Linked DNA regions of Sus scrofa: region 1 is linked to region 2. The links are chromatin contacts, called in public HiChIP or PLAC-seq maps. All regions are on one chromosome and are shown on one strand. The core of a region is the stretch at or near the end of the contact, and the rest is flanking DNA. Distances in the headings are between cores, read along the strand shown. Region 1 has its middle 21 kb from the start of RDH12. Region 2 overlaps ARG2 (arginase-2, mitochondrial).

Region 1 (5,170 bases), core at 530-3,029, 140 kb after region 2:
CGGCTTCCTGCCTGGAAGTATCCTCCATATACCGGAGACAAAGTCGTGGATGCAAAGGGCCCAGGAAGGACAGTCACCTCCTATTTCTCTGCTCCTAGGTGCCTCTCTAGCTGCCCCAGGTCATTACTTTCACTCTCCTTGGTTTCAGTCGTGCTCTGAGGCCCTTAGCTAGCCTTGTCCAAATGAGAAACATCTTTCCCGTTGGCTCCACTGAGACTGGCTTCAATTTCTTAGTCTTAAAAATGGTCTAGGAAACTAAAGGCTAAGTGATGGCTAGTTGCCACAGGTTACCTAGGCTGCCACGTGGTCCTTGTCCAACTCAATTCTGTACTGTGCGTCCCCACGCCTCTAAGCCCTGGACAATCTACCTTGTGTGTTGGCTCTTTAGTTACAAGATGGAAGTATTCCTGGGATCAATACCTATGGGGGAGTGATGGAAGCATGGCAAAGGGCCAAATGGAACTGTTGGACATTGCCAGGGATGAATGTGACAGCTGAATCTACCACAAATCTCTCTCTCTCTCTTTTTTTTTTTTGCTTCTTAGGGCCCCACCTGTGGCATATGGAGGTTCCCAGGCTAGGGGGCCAATTGGAGCTACAGCTGCTGGCCTATATCACAGCCACAGCAACACGGGGTGCAAGCTGCATCTGTGACCTACATCACAGCTCACGGCAACACCAGACCTTTTAACCCGCTGAGCAAGGCCAGGGATTGAACCTGTATCCTCATGGTTACTAGTCAGATTTATTTCTGCTACACCATAATGGGAACTCCCTACCACAAATATCTTGAGCCCTGAGTGGAGCTGAGCTGGACCAAGCTTGCATGCTGAAGATGGTGGAGGCAAAGATAAAACGAACCTGGCTCACAGATGATAAAGTAATGAGTCACTGAATTAGCCAAGACTGCAGCTGCTCTTCCTGGAGATTTCTTGTTACCTGACAAAAGGAACTGTCCTTATTGTTGAAGTCTATGTCCTGACACAATAGTGCTACGTGGAGCCAGATATAATTGCTGATAGTCTTATCATTTTAACTACTTTTTTCCACCATTGCTGCTGATGTAAGTCAGATGTCTTCCTGACCTGCTTTCATCACCTTCAATTTCTTTAGCTGTAAAGTGACGTTTTGACACTTGTTTCATTACATATTTCTCCACCCCAAAGATCTGTCCTCTTTCATTAATTTCAGTATCCACGGGGATAAGTGATCTAACATCCTAGTACAGAGTCGGAATAGTTCTGATATGCTTTCACAAGTATTCATCCAATTTTTTTTTTGGCTTTTTGTCTTTTCTAGGGCCAAACCAGCAGCATATGGAAGTTCCCAGGCTAGGGGTCTAATTAGAGCTGTAGCCACCAGTCTACACCAGAACAATAGCAACGTGGTATTGAAAGGCCAGTAGAAGGAAAATCCCCCTCGTCTGGACTCGGAAGAGTCGACACCCCAAATCACTCACGAGAAGCGGTCTTGATGCAAACAGCAAGAGGATTTTTATTCCAAGCGCGCTGGGGCCCACAGTCATACACCACGCAGGGGTAGAGGACTGCGGCCCCCGAGTGCGGAATTGGGACAGCTTTTATGGGGTTCACAACAAAGCCCGCGCTTCGAAAACCAATCATTTTAAAACATCGAGAGCCCGCGCTTCGTGGACAAATCATATCAAAATATGCGCTCCGTGGACCAATCATTTTTCTACAGTTCCAGAGGTCCGCATTTGCGCGGGCTCCTGGCCGGAGTGACAGATTGCAGTTGAGATAGGTCACTAGGGCTTTCAATGTGTAATCATTTCTTCTATGGCGCAAGCAGTTTTACAGAAGCCAGATAAGCGATTAGTCAGCTCATTTCCTGTTATCTTACTTAGGTCAGGATCACGCATTCAAGGGCCTATTTTACGTCCTTTCACCTAGTTTCATACAGAGAGCAGGCCCTGGAACAGCAAGAAGTGTGACCTTTTACCTATTTACTGGCAGGGAGCAGGGTCTGGAATTCGGGGGCATCTAGGGCTTTTTAGGAAGCTGGAGTTAGGGCTCTTTACTACCTTCTTGGGGTCTTGGAGGGTTAGGCTGCATTTTCATCCTTTCAGTATCTGAGCCACGTCTGTGACCTACACCACAGCTCACAGCAACACCAGAACCCCAACCCACTGAGTGAGGCCAGAGATCAAACCCTCGACCTCATGGTTCCTAGTCGGATTTGTTAACCACTGAGCCTCAACGGGAACTCCACAAGTATTCATCCAAATTTTGATTGATCTATCTATGTATCTATCTACCTATAAATATACCATCTATTTTTTCTACATATGGATATATGATATCTCTTAGCCAAAACAATCAACTGATAAGATCATAGAACATGAGGTACAACTTGTTCTGATAGGAGAAATAGATTAATTGCTGTAACAAACGGTGCTAAATTTTAGTATCTTAATGCAAAAAAAGTGTATTCCTTGCTCATGTCATGGTCCAGAGCAGGCATGAGAGTGGGAGGGTGGCTCTGCTCCATGGGGCTTTCATTTCAATGAAATCATGAACTATCTTGTTATAATCGTTCAACATTTCGTGTTCTAATGGCAGTAGCTATTTAACGCAAGGTTAAAAAAACCCACAAAACACTTGTATTCAAAGTATATGCAATTTAAATGTATTTTCATAAAAATTTAAATGAGAGAAATAAAAAATCATTTTCAGATGTCTTAGGCTATTTTTCTTCTAAATTATTTAAATTTTCTATGAAAATTAAAAGGCAAAATATATTATTGCTGTGAATATCAACATTTTAAATTCAAATTATTTAAATGAAGCAAAATTTTCTAGTTCTTGAAAACAATTAATTCTATGAATATTTATAAAAATAAAACTATTCACGATTTTAATGTTTAGTGTCCAGTGTAAACAACAGATATCATGCTTTAAGTATGTTTCAGCTATACCTAAATGTCTAATGTCTATCAATGTAAAAGTAATGTAGAAGTTCCTGTCATGGCTCAGTGGAAACAATCTGACTAGTATCCATGAGGACATGGGCTCGGTCCCTGGCTTTGCTCGGTGGGTTATGGATCCAGCATTGCCATGATGAGCTGTGGTGTAGGTTGCAGACACCGCTTGGATCTGGTGTTGCTGTGGCTGTGGTCTAGGCTGGTAGCTACAGCTCTGATTCGACCCCTAGCCTGGGAACCTCCATATGCCTTGGGTGCAGCCCTAAAAAGACAAAAAAAAAAAAAAAAAAAAAAAAAAAAAGAATAATGTAAGTTGATTATTATTTAGCTTCCATTGTACACATGCTGCAAACACATATTGGGAAAAAGAGACATGAAAATAGATACTCAGCCCTACTGAAAATGATACCCATTTTAATGAAAGTGTCCCTTACACTCATGCTAAGAATTTAATTGTCTTTTTTCTTCCTCAGTTGCTTCTTCTCTTTAAAGTCTCCCTGCACTAAGAAGCAGTAGCTCTAAGTGCACATTTTCAAAGCATTTGGATGCAGAGTCAAGATGTGTTTCCCTGGGGCTCTTTTTTTTTTTTTTCATCTTTTTACTTTTTCTAGGGCTGCTCCCATGGCATATGGAGTTCCCAGGCTAGGGGTCTAATCAGAGCTGTAGCCACCGGTCTACACCACAGCCACAGCAACACAGGATCCGAGCCGCGTCTGCAACCTACACCAAAGCTCACGGTAACGCTGGATCCTTAACCTAGTGAGCAAGGCCAGGGATTGAACCCGAAACCTCATGGTTCCTAGTTGGATTCGTTAACCACTGCGCCACAACGGGAACTCCTCCCTGGGGCTTAAACAGTGTTAGTTAAGGGAGCTGAAGTCTAGGGTACCATGTTGTATTATGTCAGAACTGAGTGCCAGGGACTAAGTAATAGAGCTGTTCTTAAATATATTTCACATATTCTTAAATATATTTACTTTTCTTCCTTCCTTCCTTCCTTCCTTCCTTCCTTCCTTCCTTCCTTCCTTCCTTCCTTCCTCTCTCTCTCTCTCTTTTCTTTTTAGGGCTGCACCCATGGCATATGGAGATCCCCAGGCTAGGGGTTGAATCTGAGCTACAGCTGCTGACCTACACCACAGCCATAGCCACACAGGATCTGAGATGTGTCTGTGACCTACACCACAGCTCACGGCAACGCCGGATCCTTAACCCACTGAGCAAGGCCAGGGATTAAACCCACAACCTCATGGTTACTAGTCAGATTCGTCTCCGCTGTGCTACAACTGGAAATCCTATTTACTATTTTCTTGTGCATTTTTGTGAAATATATGGTTTTAAAAAGTACACGACTAGAGTTCCCTTGTGGCCTAGTAGTTAAGGATCTGGTATTGTCACGACTGCAGCATGGGTTCAATCCCTGACCTGGGAAATTCTGCATGCTATAGGCACAGCTGAAAAACAAACAAACAAAAAACGGTGCATGGCTGAGGGAAGGAGCCCTTCTTGTTTGGGCGCAAGGGCATTACTGTTCATAAAGTCCTGAAAATTCCCAGAAAAGAAGCCCTTTTATGTGCAAGGGTCCATGTCCACCAGAGAGGTTTAATGTCAACCTGGCATGAAAGAAAGATACAGCATTACCTGAATACAACAGATTTTTGTATCATAAAATATGTGAGAGTGTGATTAGACTGCAAATAGCTCAATTTAGATAACAAAGTGGTACCGTAGGAAGACCCAGTGGGTAGTGTGATGAGGGGGGGTGTACACAGGTTGCCCAAAGCACTGGTCTTTGAGTGCGCTGTGTGTCCACTCAGACTCAGTTCCCTGCCCTCCTCAGCACCGACCCTTCCCTCCACCTCCTTCCTCTCCCAGTCCCCTCCAAGGACCACATCCGGGTACTTGGTCATCACATGAACTTGCTGCTCCTTAAGTATCTTAACTTCCAAAATCCCACTCCAACCACAACCTTCTACTCCTCTGGCTTTCTCCCTTGCCAATTCCCTGTCCTATTTATCACCTCATCTAGCAAAGCCCAAGGGTGGAAGAATCCACCTCCCTGAGCTCTAAACACCAAGTGGGCTGCTGTAAAAAAATCACTCAGCGTGGCGGCCTGGAGCCACTATCAGCTACTTATCATCAATGTCAGGTGGGCTTTCAGGGCCACCTGATGACCTGCTCTCCCACAGCCAAGGACAGATCCAGAGAAGCTGATAGAATTTGTGGGATCAT
Region 2 (5,273 bases), core at 2,509-5,008:
AACACTGGATCCTTAACCCACCGAGTGACACCAGAGATTGAACCCACATCTTCCTGGATGCTAGTCTGGTTCCTTAACCGCTGAGCCACGAGGGGAACTCCAAAAACAGTTTATTGTTGAATAAACATTAAATTGGGCAATCTGCTAAAAGATCGCAAGTGTACGTAAAGATTAAGATAAATCTTGAAGATTTATCTTAATCTTTTTTCTGAGGCCAAGTGGGTGCAACACAGTCCTTGTTTTCAAGGTTTAATAGCTAGCCCTCCAGCTAGAGGACTTTGACCATTGACTTTTTGTTACATGTAGCTCATCTTAACCTTATCTTGGAAATTGAAGTGGCTACCTATTAGCTGATTGGCTTTATCTGGAGGAGAAACAAACATCTCATAACTTAACATGGGAGGTAGTTTTTTGGTAATTTGAAGCAAGGGGCCCACCACCCATGGCCATAGAACTGGGAGGTGTGTGTTTGGGGGGGGGGAGGCGAAATGTTTGCATTTCAAAAAGGTGTCTCCTAGGGCCTTGAGGCAACATTCCTGGGCTGTGAGGCCTAGAGAGTCATTATAAAGATTACGTACACTTGAAAAGGAACGGACAGAAATTCTGAAACACCAGGGATGGGAGAAGTCTTTACCCTTATTTTCAATACGGATAAGTAAATCTATTTTTTCTTTCCTTCCCTCCTTCCTTTCTCCCTCCCTCCCTTTTTTCCTTGGAACTTCCTTTCTTTCCCGAACTGGTGGCACATGGAGGTTCCCAGGTCAGGGGTCGAATTGGAGCTGTAGCCTACGCCAGAGCCACAGCAACACAGGATTGGAGCTGCATCTGCAACCTACACCACAGCTCATGGCAACGCCAGATCCTTAACTCACTGAGAGAGGCCAAGGATCGAACCTGCATCCTCATGGATGCTAATTGGCTTCGTTAACCACTGAGCCACGACAGGAACTCCAGTAAGTCTATTTTCAATTTGTATCTGCCCTTACACCAGCTAATGTTCACATTGCCTGATTAATTCACACGTTTTGTGTTTATATTTTACAGTCTGAATTTGGATCCAAATAAGGTCTGTATTAGTACCTTGTGAGTTCTTTACAAGGTCCCTCCTGTTTTTCCCCCTCTTCCTTGCTGTTGAGCTGTAGAGGAAACTAGGTCTGTAGAATCCCTCAGCTTGGATCTTGCAGCGCTCATCCCTGTGGCATCTTCTGACTTGTTCTTTTGTCTGTTTCCTGTCTACCGATTACTGGATCTAGATCCTTGGTCAGATTCAGGTCCAGTTATTTTCCTGGCAGTTCTGCTTCATAGCTGGTGGTGTACACTTCCGTCAGAAGTTGGTGTATTCAGCCCTGGATGCTGCCTGGAACTGAGCCATTGGCTTGTTCCCAAGTGTCATCAGTAGAAAAGTCTCTAACACCCGGATGCCACCGTATCCTGAACTGAACTTACATCAGCTCCACTCCCTTCCCCTATGCTTTCTCATTGCTGGTGGTAGCAGAGCCAGAAAGCTGGAGGGCAAAGCCTTTCCCTCTCCTCCACATCCCTTGAAGTATTGCTGGAATCTTGTCCGTTCTCTCCCACTGCCTTGTCTTTACAGCCTCCCTGGGAGCTGCTCTTCAGGCCAGGCCATTTTCTGCAGGCCACCAGATCACTAGATCTCCAGTGCCGATATGATCTGTCACCTTCTGACTTGCACCTTAGTAGCTCCCTACTGCATCTAGGCTCCTGCCCCCTCTGCTGCCTCTCTCCATAGTCCTTCCCGAGTGAACTCAGGGCAGAGGGAACTGGGCATTGTCCTGTAGGGCTGAAGGTACTGTGTGCCTCTTCTGCTTGGCAAGCTTTCCCCATTCCTTTTAGTCCTGGCTAAAACCTTCGCGATTCAGATAGTGACTCTTTGGAGAAGTCCTCTTGGCTTATCCTGGGTCTGAGTCAGCGCCTTCCTCTGGTCCCATCACACCCTGTGCTCGGCTTTGTCGGAGCAGTTTGCACCGGCCCGTGCTTTCCCTGCCTGTCTTCTGCCTGGGATGTGAATTCCAGGCACACAGTTGGCTTTTGTTGAAGGGAGAAAAGGGCAGAGCATCCTAGCTTTCTCCTGGAACTTCATTCATATCTTGACGGATTTTTCCAGATCGCTATTTCCTTTCTCTCAAAACAGTTTGCTCCTCAGAAGCTACTTGGTTTCCCATAGTTTCAACACGTGTGACTCAGAGTTCCCTTCTGGCAAGCGGGTTAAGGATCTGGCATTGTTACTTTAGTGGCTTGGGTTGTTGCTAGTGTGTGGGTTCAATCCCTGGCCCAGGAACTTTCATATGCTATGGGCGCAGCCAAAATGAAAATAAAACTTTAAAAATGTATGACTCAACAAATAACTGTCATAGATCAAATTGTTTAGCTCTTATAAGCTACCAGTTGATAGCTGTACAAGGTACCATTTGGCTACCAGTTGATAATCAGGTAAAAGTTGGTAAGTGATGATGGCCAGTTTTTGCCTCCTTCTTCAAAACTTGTTTTTGAACCAGGACCTGAGTAGCTAATGATGGCTACTTCAAGTAAGGCTGACAGAGGTGGCATTGTTCCTTTTTTTTTTTTTCTTCTTATGTACTCAGGAAACATTTAATTTTGTAAACATTCATTCATATCAAACAAAAACAAACCTGTACAATATCATGAGACTATTTATATACTTATGGCAATTACAGATTTGAAACCAAGTCTCTCTTTCAAAGATCAGTGCATCTAAATTGTTTAACTTGGAGTTCCCGTCATGGAGCAGTGGTTAATGAATCCGACTAGGAACCATGAGGTTGCAGGTTCGATCCCTGGCCTTGCCCAGTGGATTAAGGATCTGGCGTTGCCGTGAGCTGTGGTGTAGGTTGCAGACACAGCTCGGATCCCACATTGCTGTGGCTGTGGTGTAGTCTGGTGGCTGCAGCTCCAATTTGAGCCCTAGCCTGGGAACCTCCAAATGCCACAGGAAGCAGCCCTAGAAAAGGAAAAAAAAAAAAAAAAAAAAAAAAGACAAAAAAAATTCTTATAAGATAAATTGTTTAAAAAAAACCTTGGGTTTTCTAGAGAGTCTTGTAGGAATATGGAGCTATAAAGATATACAGAGCTGAAGTATCTGGACTCATTTGGCTGCCTGGAGTCTTCAGAAAGATCACAAAGTGCTCAAAATTCTTTCACCTTTTCAACCAGATGGCTGTGTTTGTCTTTAAAGTTTTCATTAACATCCAGTATTAAGATAGGCACTTCTTGTAGATAATCAAAGTTGGTTTTTAGTGTTCTATGCAGGAACCAGCTTTCATGCGTATAGTGAAGCTTCTCCAAGTATTCACGAGGAATGCCTTGTTCTTCATTTCTTCCCCATAAATATATTCTATTCAAACATTTCTCTGGAGTGGCTCAAAGATAAATGATTCCATCCAGTTCAAGACTTTGAACAAACTGGTTATTAATCCAGTCATGCCAGTCTTGATAAATGGTCCATTCTGTTTCATTCATGCAGTCAGATTCATACAGATGAGATGCAAAAATAATACCTCAAATTCATCCTGAGTATTCTGAACTTTGCACCACCTGGCAACAGGTTTAGGAAATACTTCTCAATCCTCGAAGACTTGTTTAAGGTAATTCACAAATGTTGACTTCCCTGCAGTGATGTTCCCTTCAGTGGAAATTTTCTTGATGCAGGTCACCTCAGAGCTGGTTGGGGGAGATAGGCAGCACCTCTTGGGGGTGGGGTGGCTATGCCTCGCTGGTGGCCCCGAGGGTGTCCAGCAGGAGGGGCTGGGAGGTGCCGCAGGTGCATCCCAGGGCTCACGCTACGGTGGAGGCTCGCATTAACCTGCACGCAGAACCCTTGTCTCTTGCAGGCTCTCTGGCCAATAGGCCAGTCTTGTTCCTTTAATATTCAAAAATTGGACCATTCAGAAGTCTAGAATCTAAGGGATTACAGACTGGTTTAAATAATTTGATTCTTGAGTAAAGGTACTCGTCCCTCTCTATTAATGACCAAGCTCTCTTGGTAGTGAGGCTGTATTCCTCTGGTAGGTGTGGTAATGCTAAGATTTGAAAAGAAGAAAGATAGCATCTCCTTGGCTCCCTCCTCCACCCCAAGAGGCCGGAACCACACAAAAGGAAAAGAAGTAGAAAGTATCTTCCTGTGTGGCCCAAGAACTGAGTCACAGCAGGGTGTGGCATTGTGGTTAGATCTCTTTTGAGAACTGGCATTCCAAGGGACATTGGTTGTGCCTTTATATTCTTTTACAGGGAAGGTAGAAAACTTGGCGAGAGCTGGACTCATTAGGAGCCATTTCAGTGACAAATCAGTGGGCCTATGTTTGTTTGCTACTTCTCACCAAAAAACTCTTTCTCTTATCAAAGTGACAGTCGTATTACACACAGGTTATGGGAAGTCCTAGATTACACCATCTGTTGCAAGGAAAAGGGTAGGGTGCGGAGAAGAACCACAAAGCTGCCTCATCCAGTTGCACTAATAACGTAACCCTTAGCATGTGTTGGCTTTTCCCTGTTATCTCTAATCTTAATCCTTGTAATGACAAATTTAGAGACCGAACTTGTTTGGAGATCTTGATGCTTCTGACACATTAGGGGCCAAAGGACAGAGATTGTTTCCTTTGCATCAGTTGTGGCCACTTGTCCCACTGTGGCCAGCTCATCTTTCGTGCATAGCCCAGAGTGGTGTGGAATGTGGTCTGTCTGGCTTGCTGAGGTTCTTCGGGAACCTCAGCAGGATGGTAGCCCAGGTCTGGGGCAGCGAGCTACACATCTGGACTGTACATTGGCAGAGCTGTAGTCACTAGCTTGATGTGTCTGTCTCCCTTTCAGTCCTTTCTGGACCAAAGTGGAGCATCAAGAACTTGAAAAAGGGGAGTTCCCATTGTGGCTCAGTGGTAACGAATCCAGCTAATATCTATGAGGACACAGGTTCGATCCCTGGCCTCGCTCAGTGGGTTAAGCATCTTGGTGTTGCCATGAGCTGTGCTGTAGGTCGCAGACGCAGCTCGGATCTGGCATTGCTATGGCTGCGGCACAAGTCAGCAGCTACAGCTCTGATTTGACCCCTAGCCTGGCAACTTCATGTGCCGTGGGTATGGCCCTAAAAAAGTGACCAAAAAAAAACTCAAACAAACAAAAAAAACAAACACCTGGAAAAAGGAAAAAAGATTACTTATTCAGAAGAGCAGTATTTTATCCCCAGGAATTTTCTGTCACTTTCTCTTCCTGTGGTTAGATAACCAGAGTAGCTTGAAGTT

The links. HiChIP or PLAC-seq counts read pairs in DNA pulled down with a chosen protein or histone mark.
Region 1: an H3K27ac HiChIP or PLAC-seq map of alveolar macrophages shows a contact between it and region 2. The contact joins two enhancer-like sites.

Annotation. Positions count from the first base shown.
Region 1 is chr7:91,499,887-91,505,056 of Sscrofa11.1, forward strand. It overlaps the pseudogene LOC110261621. Among named protein-coding and RNA genes, the nearest start is that of RDH12, 21 kb to the left of the region's middle. Within about 2 kb of position 1,780, at least 6 of the 83 cell types and tissues checked have an H3K27ac peak or open chromatin away from gene starts, as enhancers often do. A contact at or near this core is called in alveolar macrophages, where this site is marked.
Region 2 is chr7:91,355,668-91,360,940 of Sscrofa11.1, forward strand. The region is part of intron 2 of ARG2 (arginase-2, mitochondrial); the gene reads left to right. It also overlaps the pseudogene LOC110261694. Among named protein-coding and RNA genes, the nearest start is that of ARG2, 14 kb to the left of the region's middle. Within about 2 kb of position 3,759, at least 15 of the 83 cell types and tissues checked have an H3K27ac peak or open chromatin away from gene starts, as enhancers often do. A contact at or near this core is called in alveolar macrophages, where this site is marked.